4 separate regions of the Mus musculus genome follow, and regions 1, 2 and 3 are each linked to region 4. The links are chromatin contacts, called in public promoter capture Hi-C maps. All regions are on one chromosome and are shown on one strand. The core of a region is the stretch at or near the end of the contact, and the rest is flanking DNA. Distances in the headings are between cores, read along the strand shown.

Evidence for each region. Promoter capture Hi-C pulls out the DNA fragments that hold promoters and counts their contacts.
Region 1: a contact with region 4 is called in a promoter capture Hi-C map of pre-B cells, with 4 times the contacts expected there. The contact joins the promoter of Rpp38 here to the promoter of Cdc123 in region 4. A contact is called at or near these places in 2 of 39 promoter capture datasets (liver and pre-B cells).
Region 2: a contact with region 4 is called in a promoter capture Hi-C map of liver, with 2.8 times the contacts expected there. The contact joins the promoter of Fam107b here to the promoter of Cdc123 in region 4. A contact is called at or near these places in 2 of 39 promoter capture datasets (liver and pre-B cells), 1 of 115 datasets of contacts at active chromatin or transcription factors (astrocytes) and 1 of 9 other capture datasets (adipose tissue).
Region 3: a promoter capture Hi-C map of pre-B cells shows a contact between it and region 4, with 8 times the contacts expected there. The contact joins the promoter of Dclre1c here to the promoter of Cdc123 in region 4. A contact is called at or near these places in 3 of 39 promoter capture datasets (the C10 cell line, liver and pre-B cells), 1 of 115 datasets of contacts at active chromatin or transcription factors (thymic regulatory T cells) and 1 of 9 other capture datasets (adipose tissue).

What each region holds. Positions count from the first base shown.
Region 1 is chr2:3,331,073-3,334,237 of GRCm38.p6, reverse strand. Rpp38 (ribonuclease P/MRP 38 subunit) reads left to right here and starts at 1,610. Exons shown (of 2, transcript NM_001013376.2): 1 at 1,610-1,711. It also overlaps a transcript of Acbd7 not described here.
Region 2 is chr2:3,712,182-3,715,203 of GRCm38.p6, reverse strand. It overlaps Fam107b (family with sequence similarity 107, member B), which reads right to left and starts at 1,746. Exons shown (of 4, transcript NM_025626.4): 1 at 1,568-1,746.
Region 3 is chr2:3,422,220-3,425,520 of GRCm38.p6, reverse strand. Dclre1c (DNA cross-link repair 1C) reads right to left here and starts at 1,390. Exons shown (of 14, transcript NM_146114.3): 1 at 1,195-1,390; 2 at 106-157. The coding sequence starts at 1,303. It also overlaps a transcript of Meig1 not described here.
Region 4 is chr2:5,843,659-5,846,705 of GRCm38.p6, reverse strand. It overlaps Cdc123 (cell division cycle 123), which reads left to right and starts at 1,529. Exons shown (of 13, transcript NM_133837.5): 1 at 1,529-1,871. The coding sequence starts at 1,798. It overlaps Nudt5 (nudix (nucleoside diphosphate linked moiety X)-type motif 5), which reads right to left and starts at 1,672. Exons shown (of 10, transcript NM_016918.3): 1 at 1,321-1,672.

The DNA.
Region 1 (3,165 bases), core at 361-2,860, 2.5 Mb after region 4:
ATTACCTTTTTACTTCTTTATCTTGCCCCTCTTTCTGCCTTTTTTTATTTTTATTTATTTATTTATTTATTTATTTATTTATTTTTCTGTTATGGTGTGTGCAAGTTCTGGCCCCGAAGGCCCAGTCTGCAGCCTCCTGTCTCAGTCTTCCACGAGCCAGGATTTTATGTGAACCTTTAGTATTTCAATTCTACCATCGCGATTTGTCTTTAGCGCTACATGACTGCGGGTAATAGTAAAGGACGTCTTATATGGCACAGTCAAAACTCGACCGAACTTAATCTAGTTCATCTACTTGTGATAGAAACCACAGCACGCTTTTCCTGTAAAAACTTCAACAATCTTTGACCACAAGCAACAGTGTTTGTTCTGTTTAAATGTTCAATAGGTGGTGAATAATGGAAACGTAGAAGCTAGATCCTATATGTTAGTCTAAAATGAGCAATGAAAACACCGAGAAAAAAGAGGAAGATAAAGAGAAGGACCTGAATCCTCCCAAATTCATAAGAACAGAAAGTAATTCCTGTCAAGTAATTTTTATTTATTTATTTATTTATTTATTTATTTATTTATTTAATGTATGTGAGTACATTGTTGCTGTCTTCAGACACACCAGAAGAGGGCATTGGATCCCATTACAGATGGTTGTGAGCTGGGACTTGAACTCAGGACCTCTGAAAGAGCAGTCAGTGCTCTTACCCGCTGAGCCATCTCTCCTGCCTTTTTTTTTTGTTTGTTTTGTTTTGTTTTTTGTTTTTTTGAGACAGGGTTTCTCTGTATAGTCCTGGATGTCCTGGAACTCACTTTGTAGACCAGGCTGGCCTCGAACTCAGAAATCCGCCTGCCTCCCGAGTACTGGGATTAAAGGCGTGCGTAATTTTTAATCTTTAGTACATTATTCCACTGCTTACCAGTTGTAACTTTCCAGTGATTTTGTTTCATAACCTTTCTTATTTTTTGTCTCCGTTTGTCAGAAGGCACAACAGCTATTGCCGGAGTACTCTGGAGTACTGCTGTGGAACTAAATGCAGCCCCTATTTTCCTTTCAGTGTGCCCAAGATTCTACACATAATCTCTAAGTACATGCAACCCTATAACCCCTATTTATTTGATTTTCGTGGCAGAACACGAGCTCCGCCTACCTGCCTCTGCATTACGTCACTCCCAGTCAGGGGCGTCAGGCGTGGTGTGTGGACTAAACCTGGCACAGCACTGCGCAGGCGTGTATTCTGTCTCGCGAGAGTCTGTGGTTGCTGTAGTAACCAGCCTCTCCCAGGGACGCGTGCAGGGGAATGGGTGGCTATAAGGGCTGGAGTTTTGTATCCCCAGAACAAAAAGAGACAGCAAGGCAGAAGCAACTGGGCTAAAAATGGAGAGCCAAAAGGAGAGACGAACCTCTCACAGAACCGAGCTGTTCCGCATCGTCATTTTGGACGACCAGTCAGAAGGGAGAGGCTGGTTACTACAGCAACCACAGACTCTCGCGAGACAGAATACACGCCTGCGCAGTGCTGTGCCAGGTTTAGTCCACACACCACGCCTGACGTCCCTGACTGGGAGTGACGTAATGCAGAGGCAGGTAGGCGGAGCTCGTGTTCTGCGCACGCTCAGTGCAGGCGCACGTGGAGCGGGCGCAGTGGTTCCTGGTAGTGACCGAGTTGCTGTAGTGAAGCGATCCGTCACGTGGTCTCCGCGGGGCGCTTCTGCTCAGGTGGGCGCGTGCGTGCCTGTGGCTCGAGTCCCGGCCCGTGGGCACCCGGGTCACCGCGGGGTGGGGGTCATCCAGAGCCCGCTCTCCCTGAGGTTCTTTCCGGCTGGTCTCAGCCGATCCCTGCCTTCGGGGGTTTCCTTCCGTCGTGTTGTGTGATGCGGGTACCCCTTCGTCCTCCCGAGACCGCGGGAGCTTCTCTGCTGCTGACAGCCTTTCTAGGGTCTCTTCCCAAATCAAGGTCTCTGTGACGCGATTCTAATCGCGCCGCCCTTCTTGAAAGGCTCTAGAGTCACCATCTTGTCCTTACCCAGTATCTTCAACTCCAGCATCTCTGTTCGGGCGATACTGAACTTTAATGTTCTTCTGTAATCCCTCACTGCCCGCTTCCTTCTTGGGCTATCTAAAGAATTCCTTCAAAGGAGGAATATTTTAGATTGCGGTTGGTTAATGGTCGTTTTCTCCAGAGACTTCAACTAAGGCCTGTTCCTCAAGATAACCTCACTACTCTGGCTTTAGAGTGAGCCGTTTTTATTACTCGCAGAAGCTTTTTGCTTTGCCCAATGCCTAATGGCCTGCAACAGCAAGGATAATTCATAATAATTTGATAGAAAAAAATGTATGTAAGTGCTCTACCAGGCACAGTGTACGTTGAATAAGGACATGAGAAACCAGAGGCCTCATTAAATAGCCAGAATCTGTAATATGGGTGATGAGTGAAAGGAGAAATGCTTGAGAAATGGGAGTAAACATTTTGAGTTTGTAATTGGTCCTGTAGGCAGTAGCAGCTTGCAGACATAGTTGGCAAGGTACTTGATCAAGCTCTGTGAACCTGTTAATATTCAGCATTTTAAAAATTAGTATTGCATGGCGGTCATCTTATGTAGGCTTGGTTCTTTTTTTCATCTCCCCTTCCAGGTTTTTGTGAATCAGAGACATACATCCCAATCTTGCAATCCCTTGGTTGCAGAGCATCTGTGAGTGTCCCCCATGCTAGGCAGGGACAGTAGCTGACTTGCAGTTTGGCAAGCGTTGTGGTGGGACCATTTGTCCCTTGCTTCCTGGTCATTTTACTCAAAGCTAGCTACCAGCTGCTGGTCACCTCGATAGATTTGGACGACCTGTTCTTGAATCTCTTAGCTTGTGAGGAGCATGCAGCTCATGGGGATTGATGGAAGCAGTTATTATGGAAGCAGCTATAGCCAGTGTCTGTAGCAGTGGGCAGCACTGACAGAATCAAGATTGCAGCTCTTACTGGGAGTGAGTGCAACACCATCTCCAAAGGCCGTGCAGTCTGGAGATGCCACCTGCCTCACATCAACATCTCCAAATGTTGGGCAGCTTTTTACCAGCACCTGTGGCACAGTTGACTCCCAGAAATTCCAGCTCAGTAAGCTCTAGGGTGAGTCAGCCATCTGATGGTTCTTAAAAACCACAGGTTATTTCTAAGATAGATC
Region 2 (3,022 bases), core at 497-2,996, 2.1 Mb after region 4:
AACATTTATTTACCTTTTAAACGGTCCCAAGCTACTCCTGATATATATCTATCTATATCCATATATGGATATATGTGTGTGTATACAGATATAGATTTAGATATACCCATACAAATATATATATACATGATAAAGTCTTTTGTGTTATCTCCAGTGAAGTGCAAAGCACATTACTTTCCCTTCATCTTCCCGCCTCTCCCTTCTGAATAAATAGTTACTGGCAAAGCTCTGAGAAAATATATTCCAAAACAAGTTGTTAGTATAATCCTCTGTGAAAGCAGTAAAAGGAACATTGCAAAGTTATCATTATTAAATGTCATGCTTTAGACAAGTATAAAGGTTAGGAATTAACAATGTGTTCATTTAGACTCTCTCTCTCTCTCTCTCTCTCTCTCTCACACACACACATACACACACACACACACACAAACTTCCCTGCCACCTATAAAGCAAATACACCTTCATCCTCAGGGTATGTGTGGGTGGTGGCCACATGAGTGACCTATCTTCTGGTTTTTAATTTATCACAAATATATATGATTATTAATTCAAAGTTGTAAAGCCTGAAACTCCAAACACTAAGGAACCGTCCCTAGACAGGCATCTCTGACAGGATTTAGAGCAACTTTAACATGTCCAAATGCTAGTGAGGTAGCATGCCTAGAGAAAGTGTACCTGTTAGCAGGGAGGCTCAAATTCAGAAAGTCAAGCCAAACAGGGCTCCTTCTGTTCCCCTGTTGGCGCCTCCAGTATCACCCCCCATTCTGACTAAGTAACCTCACTTAGCAGTCCTGGACAAAAATCTGAGAAGGGATTGGGATGGCTGGTGTGTGCACTTCATCCTCTCAACAGGAACTCTCTACATTTCAAAGAGAGCTGGGGACGCTTCACTTCCAGCACACATGTCAAAACTTGGCTCTTATACACCAGATTACCTCCCAGTCATCCAGAAATGTTTCAGGAGGCAATCACTGAGTCCCCCAAAAATGTGGGGACTTCTGCGCTGACATCACCCAAACCCCCTGGCTTGACCGGACTCCAAGAGGCACAGCAGAGTCCAACATAGAAAAGTTACTTGCAGACAGGAAACAGTGTCACTACCACCTTTCAAAGCAGCACGACCCCGCCTTTGTCTGCCGGGTAGGAGCCGGCTTCGGGACGCTGACCCTGTCCTGCTGCCGGGACAGGCAAGGCGGGCATCTGGCCCGGGGCGCGCAGCCACTGCAGCCTGGGTCTTAAGGTCTGGGTCTGCAGGGCCGAGGATGCAACAATGAACCAACCAAGCAGCAGCCTGGATTCCCCCCTCTCCAGGGGGCCCCTCCGCCCCGGCGCCCCTCGATCCGGGCCGCCGCCCGGGCCCTGCACCCTAGACCTCCCCAAGCAGCGCAGGGCCACCAGGCTCCCCGCTGCTCGCCTACGCCCGAGGGACCGCATACCCCAGCCCGCCCTGCAGGCCAACGACAGGGTCCCCCAGGCCGGGGTCAGACACCCGTCGCTTTCTCCCGGCGGGCGGCCGCCTTGCAAGCCCCTCGTCTTTGTGTGAGAAGTAAGTGTGGGGCCAGCCTACCTCGCACAAAGGCGCGCTGCTCCCTGGCGCGCTCCGCTGCTGGCGTTGGTACCCGGCACCTTAGCCACCGAGGTGGCGAGAGGGCGGTTCCGACGGCGGTTGCAACGCCGGAGTAAGAAGCCCGTCCGGCTCGGGGCGGCTCTCGCACCCGGCGGCCTCGCGCGTCAGAATTAAGTGGCGGGGCGGGCCGGGGACGGGGCGGGGCCGCTGAGTCATCACTAAGTCACGCCCAACTCCTAGGCCACGCCCCCGAACGGCCGACCACGCCCCCCGAGCTTTCAGCCTTGCTTTGCCCTAGTGGACTCAGATGAGAGCTCTGGATCCTTGGTCATGTGGCAGGGGCCTCTGTTGTGCGGGTTTACTTTCCTTTGCTTGGGTGCCCAGGAAAGGACCAGGAAGGTGGAAGGAAAAGTTGTCACCTGTCTAATGGAAGGTGTCAGCTGCAAGTTCACGGGGCCCACAATTTAAAATTCATTATGCATCTGCTTTTGAGTTTATTTCTCATCTTTCTGTCTCTCCTTTGTATATGTGTTTCTCTCTGTCTGTCCCTCTCATGCTCTGTCTCTCTGTTTGTCCTTCTCTTGCTCTCTCTGTTTCTCTTTCTGTTTGTCCTTTCTGTCTCTCTGTGTCTTATGTCTTTATGTATCTGTAGCTCTCTTACTGTGTGTCTATGTCTCTATGTTACTGTGTATCTCTTATTGTATCTCTGTGTTCTCTCTCCTTTTTGTTCTCCCCCACCCCTTTCTCTTCGGTCTGTTGAAACCCTGCCAAATATTTTTTTTGGAAGAAAATCAAAAAAGGAGTTTGTTATAATTACATAAAGTCACAGTCAACTGAAGGCTCAGAACCCACTGACCTGGGCTTTCCTCTCCACCCTCACCAAAGGGCAGATGGAGAATTTAGATCAAGGAAGGACTGATCTGATCTTTAAAAAAAAAAAATCTAATTTCATTCTCTAGCTCTCCTGAATTGTTTCCCTGCCCTACCCAAAATTCCAAGGGTGCCATTTACATGAATCACGAGTTCAGCCATTTACATGAATCACGAGTTCAAAAGCAGGCCCTGTCTCAGGGTGAGAACAAGGCCAGCAGGTTGATGGATTCCATACCAAAGCCTTTTCATTTTCTTGGCAACAGATGACTAAGGATTTATTTATTAGGAAACTTTTCTGACTCAAAGAGCTTAGGTCATATTTGCACAGGGGGAAAAATGCTGTCAGTGGATTTCAATGAGCAAATTACCTATTCCAAATGTTTCAGTCTTACAGAGTCCTCTTAGCCAGCTCCTGGGCATCCTCCCAATCCAGGAGCAATAGACACACTCACCCCAGGATTCACATTACTTCACATTAGTCTAAAATACAGCACGTAATAGTGATAACTTTGCAATATTCCTTTGCCGCTTTCTCATAGAGGTAAGCCAACAATAATTTCCTCAGAGCCTTCCCAGTCCCAG
Region 3 (3,301 bases), core at 141-2,640, 2.4 Mb after region 4:
AGTTTATACAGGCTACCCTGCTAGGGTGTATGTCCTGTTCTGCCTAGGTGTTATCTCTCAGTTAAGATATCTACTTAAATACAAATAAGTAACAAAGCCAATTACCTGCATTCCAGCCTTCTTTTCAAGGAAGGAGCCCTTAATCCTTTCATGTGATCTACAAGGAAAAGAATTAGAAATCATAACCATGTTTTGTTTGATTTGGTTTTTTAGAGGATTTCTCTTCCCTGCAACAGCTGGGTTGTCTTTGTAAGCTTCCTACTGTGAGAAACTACCTAAGGCTCACCATTCTGAGCAAATAGATTCCCACAGGCCTTTGGCTCTTCTGCACATGACGAACCTTTCAGAGTAGGGAACAGGAACCACTAAAAAGGGTTAGACCCTGAGCTGATGAAAGCTATTCAAGTCCCACCTGGGTCAGGGGACATACGCAGGAAGATCAAGTGCGAGTATGAGAACCTGGGTGGGCTGATATGACTCCACCTAGGATACGTGAAGCTCTGCCCCACAACCTAAAATAAGTAAATAATAAAGAAGAAAAATGGGGGACACTTGGCCAAGCTTATCGACTGGTTGTACACACACACACACACACACACACACACCCAAGAGTATAGTGTGAGAAACATTTGTGTGTGTGTGGGGGGGGGGGGGTTAAAGGGAGCGAGGGAGGGAGGGAGAGGGAGGAGGAGAGACAGAGAGACAGAGATAGATGTACAGATCGATCTTGGGCTCTTGCCAAATATCTCCGGGATGTAGAACTTCTGAAACACGTGCCTGTGTGAGAGAGGGGCATTTCGCTCTTACCTAATGTCTTTGGGTGTAGACGTTCTGAAACGTGTTTTCCTTACTCGAGATAAACGAGAATTAGGGAAGTTTGGGCATGAGCTAATTAATTAAGCCTTACCAAACATACCCTCCGCTGGGACAGCAACCAGCACTTCTAACAGCTCTGCCTTACCACAGCGTCCAGGTCTGATTGCAACCGGAGCTGGGGTTAGGAGCTGGGGTTACAGAGGTGGTACAGACCAGGAGCTCAATAAAGCCAGAGGTTAAGCGCCAACTGGCATTAGGAGTGCTTCCCAGTGCCTCGCGGAGTCCCAGCCTGTCCTCCCCTCACCAGGTGCCGACCTCTGCCATTGCCTCTTCAGACCATAGCGCCCCTGAAATAGGTAACGAGAGGAGCTCACTCACCCTTGTGACAGTGCGAAAGGAAGTAGGCACGGGCTTTCAGGTTCTCCCTGTCGAAGCGGTCAATGGAGATGGTTGGATACTCCGCCATCTGTCCCTGGAAGGAGCTCATCGCACCCGGGAACACTAGACCCAAAGCCCACCTCGGAAACAGAAGCACACACTGACCCTGGGCGCCACTTCCGGGAACCTGCGCACCGCCTACCCATAGGCCGGCAGAGCTCAGCCACATCCAATCAAAGGACCCTTGAGGTAGGGGCGGAGCCAATGGGCATCCAATCCTGATCCAGCCTCCCAAGTCCCTTGGTTTAAATAACTGCACCAGCTGGGCACGGAGAAACAGCTGTGCGTAGTTTGTGGGTAGCACTGGCTGGTCATGGAAAGTCACGTTCCTGCCAGAAAGCAAGAAAAGACACCGAAGTGTTTGTTGCGCAATGCAGATCTGCCCGCATCTGTGGAGGAACCAAGGCAGGAAACGAAACACAACTGAGAATGGAGGCCAGAGAGCTTCCCTTTTCTTAACCATATTGCCTTGCATTTCCTCAGATCTAGTGAAGATCGAGTTCTTTTCACTTTTTTAAAAATCTTATCCCAATTTGTATTTTATAGGGTAACCACGAGGATTGGATGAGTCATTGCCTCTGACTCTTGGTTAGTAGATTCCATTGGTAGTTGCTCCCTCTTCTGTATTATATAAGCTAACTATATTTTGAAGGCTACAATTCAGACATAGATTCTTAGAGCAGGGGTGGGGGGAGTAAAGATTCCATTGATCTGCTGGCCTCCAGTAATCATTTAAGTTGTACTTTGAGGAAGTCAGAAGGATATATAAAGAGACAGAGGGAGAGGATGGGGGGCAGGGTGGGAAAGTGTGTAGTAATCATACTAAGATCCACCAAAGACTTTGTCAGTGGCATTTATTTTCTCCTTCCTAGCAAGTTCTCCTCAGATACTCAGCACTGTTGATCAACTGGAACCTCCAAACCCTGCTATGCAGAACACTTTGGCAAGCCTTGTGGAGGTAAACAGGAAAACTGAAAAGAAGCAGTGTCTGCAAAAACTGAGCGACTGGTTTTAGTACTGTGGGGAGATTAGAATGTTGCAGATCCAGAAGCGAATTATCGTATCTTGAGCTAGTTCTAGCCCTTGGGAATAGCCATCCCTTGTTTATCTCTGTTGGAATTAACATCTTGTGAGTAACAGATGAAAACCTTTTGGAATCTCCTAGTTTAGCAGACCACTATTTTCACCTAACCCAAAAATTAAGAACGTCATCAGATAGCATCTCGGGCCTATAGAAAAGCTTTCTCATCTTTGCTCTCCGATGTACACTAAATATGACCTGACTTAAGACTTTCTTCTATAAAACTGTGAAACTCTTTCCTTGTTGGAACATGGAATTTAGGATGACCCAAATCTCTGTTCCAGCCCCAAGGTTATTAAAAATGGCCCCAGAATAAACTCTCTTTTTCCCTTTAAGATGAGGTTTCTCGATCCACAGTGGTTACATGGCTAACTCTGATGTGCCATCCGAGTTCAGCACATTTGAAAAGCCACAAAAATGAAGAATATGACAAGAATATTTTCACAGAGGCAGAAGTGATCATGGGATGATGCCAGGAGTAAGCTCTGAGCAGAGGGGTCGGAATGCCAGGGTCAGAGAACATCTGGTTACTCTTGCAGTCATAATACCTGGTTCTATTCACATTCAGATATTCATAAGGAGGAAGCAGGGAAGTAGAGGGAAGTGTTCTGGATATACACACCAACTTATACATTCCACACAGTAGTACCGGTAAAGCCTTGGTTTTGTATAAGATGGTCTTTCCTAGACTACCGGAGGACAATTGCTGTGGATGGGTTGTCTCTACAGGACAATACATTCTGCACTGAGTCTGGTCGTCGACAGAATTTCTCAGAAGTTGGAGCTCCTTGAGAGGCAAGGCAAACTAAAATTCACTCTTACTTACTTGTTCGTTGCTTTTCTCGTTACGACGTACACAGTAGGAAACAGTTGTGAGAATCAAGTTGTCACTGTAAGCAACATGCATGCTTATATTCTTATGACTGAACTTTTTCCGTTCGAGACCCCTTTCCTTTGAGAAGTTTT
Region 4 (3,047 bases), core at 280-2,779:
AGTGTCCATCCTTTAATACAGTTCCTCATGTTGTGGTGACCCCCTCCCCCAACTATAAAATCATTTCGTTGCAACTTTGCAACTGTAATTTGGTGTCATGAATTGTCATGTGAATATCTGGTCTATAGAGCATCTGATATAGGACCTGTGAGAGGGTCGTGACCCACACATTGAGAACCAAAGAGTTCCAGGCCAGACAGGAGTATGTAGAGAGAGACTATGTATCAAAACAACAAACAAGCAACAAAACCCAGGATTGATTAATTCTGGATACCACCATTCTTAAATAAGAAGCTCTGCTATCCACAACACATCATTATACACTGCAACATTATAAACCATTGATCTTGATTTTGGAAGGTATTCTTTAAGCAATGCTTCCAACCACTTTACCTGTAACATTTCAAACAATGTATACCTCTCCTGTGTGTGTGTGCACGCGCGAGCACGAATTCTAATTCAAAATACAGAGGATTCTGTTCATCAGTTCTAACAAATACCTTTCTAAAGAGGTCAACAGTGGCTGGGGTTTTTCCTCTCTCTCTAATTTAAACTGCTTAGATGCGCTGTGGAAAATGCAATTTATTTTTCTGTGAGGGTGAGTATCAGAAATGTGGTGCTTCTGGACAAATACGTGCTTGGAACATGCCCAAGGCTTCTACATTACAGGAAGCACCAGAGGGTTTGAAAGGCCTGTCTCTTGCAGCTGGTGATTTTTTTCCTTTTTTTTTTTTTTTTTTAAAAAGAAACTGAACTTTGTAGGATGATAGATGGAAAAAGGAGTAGGGAGAAAAATGATATCACAAGTTGTCGTATACAAACTCTTCCAACCTTTTACGATTTCATCATTGCAGAGACATTGATAAAAATATGTGCTTTTTCCACACTGGTAACTTTTTCGGAATTGGACTAAACTTTAAGCTTAAAAGACACAACTTTCCCCTTTTTCTTGATTTCTCAGACGAACATCGCTTCTTTCATCTTCAGGATCGTAAAATACCACCCTCCTCCCCAGAATCGTGCATGCGGGACTTCTTCCCTGTGTCTCTAAAATCTACTTTCCGGAATGAGAAGGGGCCATCCTTCTTGTAGATGCCTCAACTGATGTGTTCCAACATTTACTGTGCTGTTCCCAGGTTCCTCTCGTAGCCCAGGCTGGTCCGCCTGGATCCCGGGTTCTCGTCTCGCGCTCAGGCGCAGACGCGGAGACACGCGCGCGCGGCGGGCTGTACTCTGGGCACCATCGGTTGTGCTCGCGCCCTTTTTTCCCTTCCCCTCTCCAAGGACACTTAGTACCGAGGTTGGCTCGCGCCCACTTACCTACACTAAACTGTGGGATGTGGAAGGGATTGAGGAGGAAAGGAAAAAGGATCAGGCAGAAGCTGCAGTCTCCGTAGAATCAGGCGCCACCGCTAGAGACACCGGCGCCTCTCGTGGTGCAAGGAGGATGTGCACACGTCCTCCTCCAGGCACCCGTAGAAGCTCAGCTAGCTTCAGATGATTACCTTCCGGGTCGAGGTGCATACAGACGAAAGCGGAGATGTAAGCTTCCTAAAAATCTACGCTTTCGTGCCTCTTCTCTGCGGACTCAGATCTCTGTGTGTCTTGCGCGTCTGTGTGGGCACGCTAAGCATACAGTCTACCATGGCTCTAGAGTCTAGCGCCAGCGGACTTTTACGGACCGGAAGAGTCCTTTCTTTAAGACGGCTCGGTCGGCACTTCCGGAAGTGCTGCGCAGGGTTCCGGGAGAGGGCTGGCGGGAGAGGGAAAGGCGGCTATTGACGCGGCAGCTGGAGAATGAAGAAGGAGCATGTTAGTCACTGTCAGTTCTCCGCGTGGTACCCACTTTTCCGAAGCCTTACCATCAAGAGGTAACCTATCCCGGAGTCAAACCGGGGGGTTTGGGTAAATCCCATCCCTTCAGAAAACTAAACAAAATCCGCAGGCCTTCTACTCAGTGGGAGCGACTGTGTCGAGCTGCGGATTTTCTATTGGCTTTGACGGAGCAAGATTAACAAGTAGATCAGTGTTTGCCGTGCGTCCTGTTCGGAATCAAAGAGCGAGTCGAGGGAGGTAGGGAGGCGGTGGGGGTCCTCGGTAGGGTAGATTGAAATAGATACTTTGGGAATTGTCAGAAGCGCAAGGCAATAAACAAAACAAAACTGGAGACTTTGCCTGCTGCTGACCGACAACCCCCTCTGGTGAGAGTTGCGTTCCATCATTGTACAATGAGAACAGTGATACAGACGGTACCTCCAAGTCTGGATGAAGCTCCAGTTTGGTAGTGTGTATAGGTTGCATTGCTACTGACGATCCAGTGTTCTGAGAAGAAGCAACCCATCTGGAGAGAAAGTGGGATCGTTTGGTTTTTGGTTTTGGGTTTTTTTTTTTTTTTTTTTTTTTTTTTTGATTTTTGAGACAGGGTTTCTCTGTGTAGCCCTTGCTGTCCTGGAACTCACTTTGTAGACCAGGCTGGCCTCGAACTCAGAAATCCACCTGCCTCTGCCTCCCAAGTGCTGGGATTAAAGGCGTGAGCCACCACCGCCTGGCTGAGAAGGTGGGATCCTATTCTCTAGTTCTCTGGCCTGGAACAAGGAATCTGTCCAGGTTTGCAGAATGCCCACGGTGAATTGGTGCATCCAAAAACAAAACAAAACAAAACCACAAAAAACAAAATCCTGCCCCCAAGAATTAGATTGTAGAGTCAGAACCCTCTGTCTGGCTTTGAATTCTGGTTCTATCAGCATCTTCAGCAAATTACTTAATCTCTCTAAACCACATTTGAAAACTTAGAAACATAATAGGATTGTCATGAGAATTGCAAAAGAAAAAAAATACTTAAAATGTTGCCACTCTTTTGTAGCACATAGTAAACACATGAAAAATGTTGCCTGTTACCTTTTGGATTTAATAAAGCCTCATTAAAGTGAATTTTTTTTTTTTTAATTTTATTTATTTTATTATTATATGTAAGTACACTGTAGCTGTCTTCAGACACACCAGAAGAGGGAGTCAGATCTTGTTACGGATGGTTGTGAGCCACCATG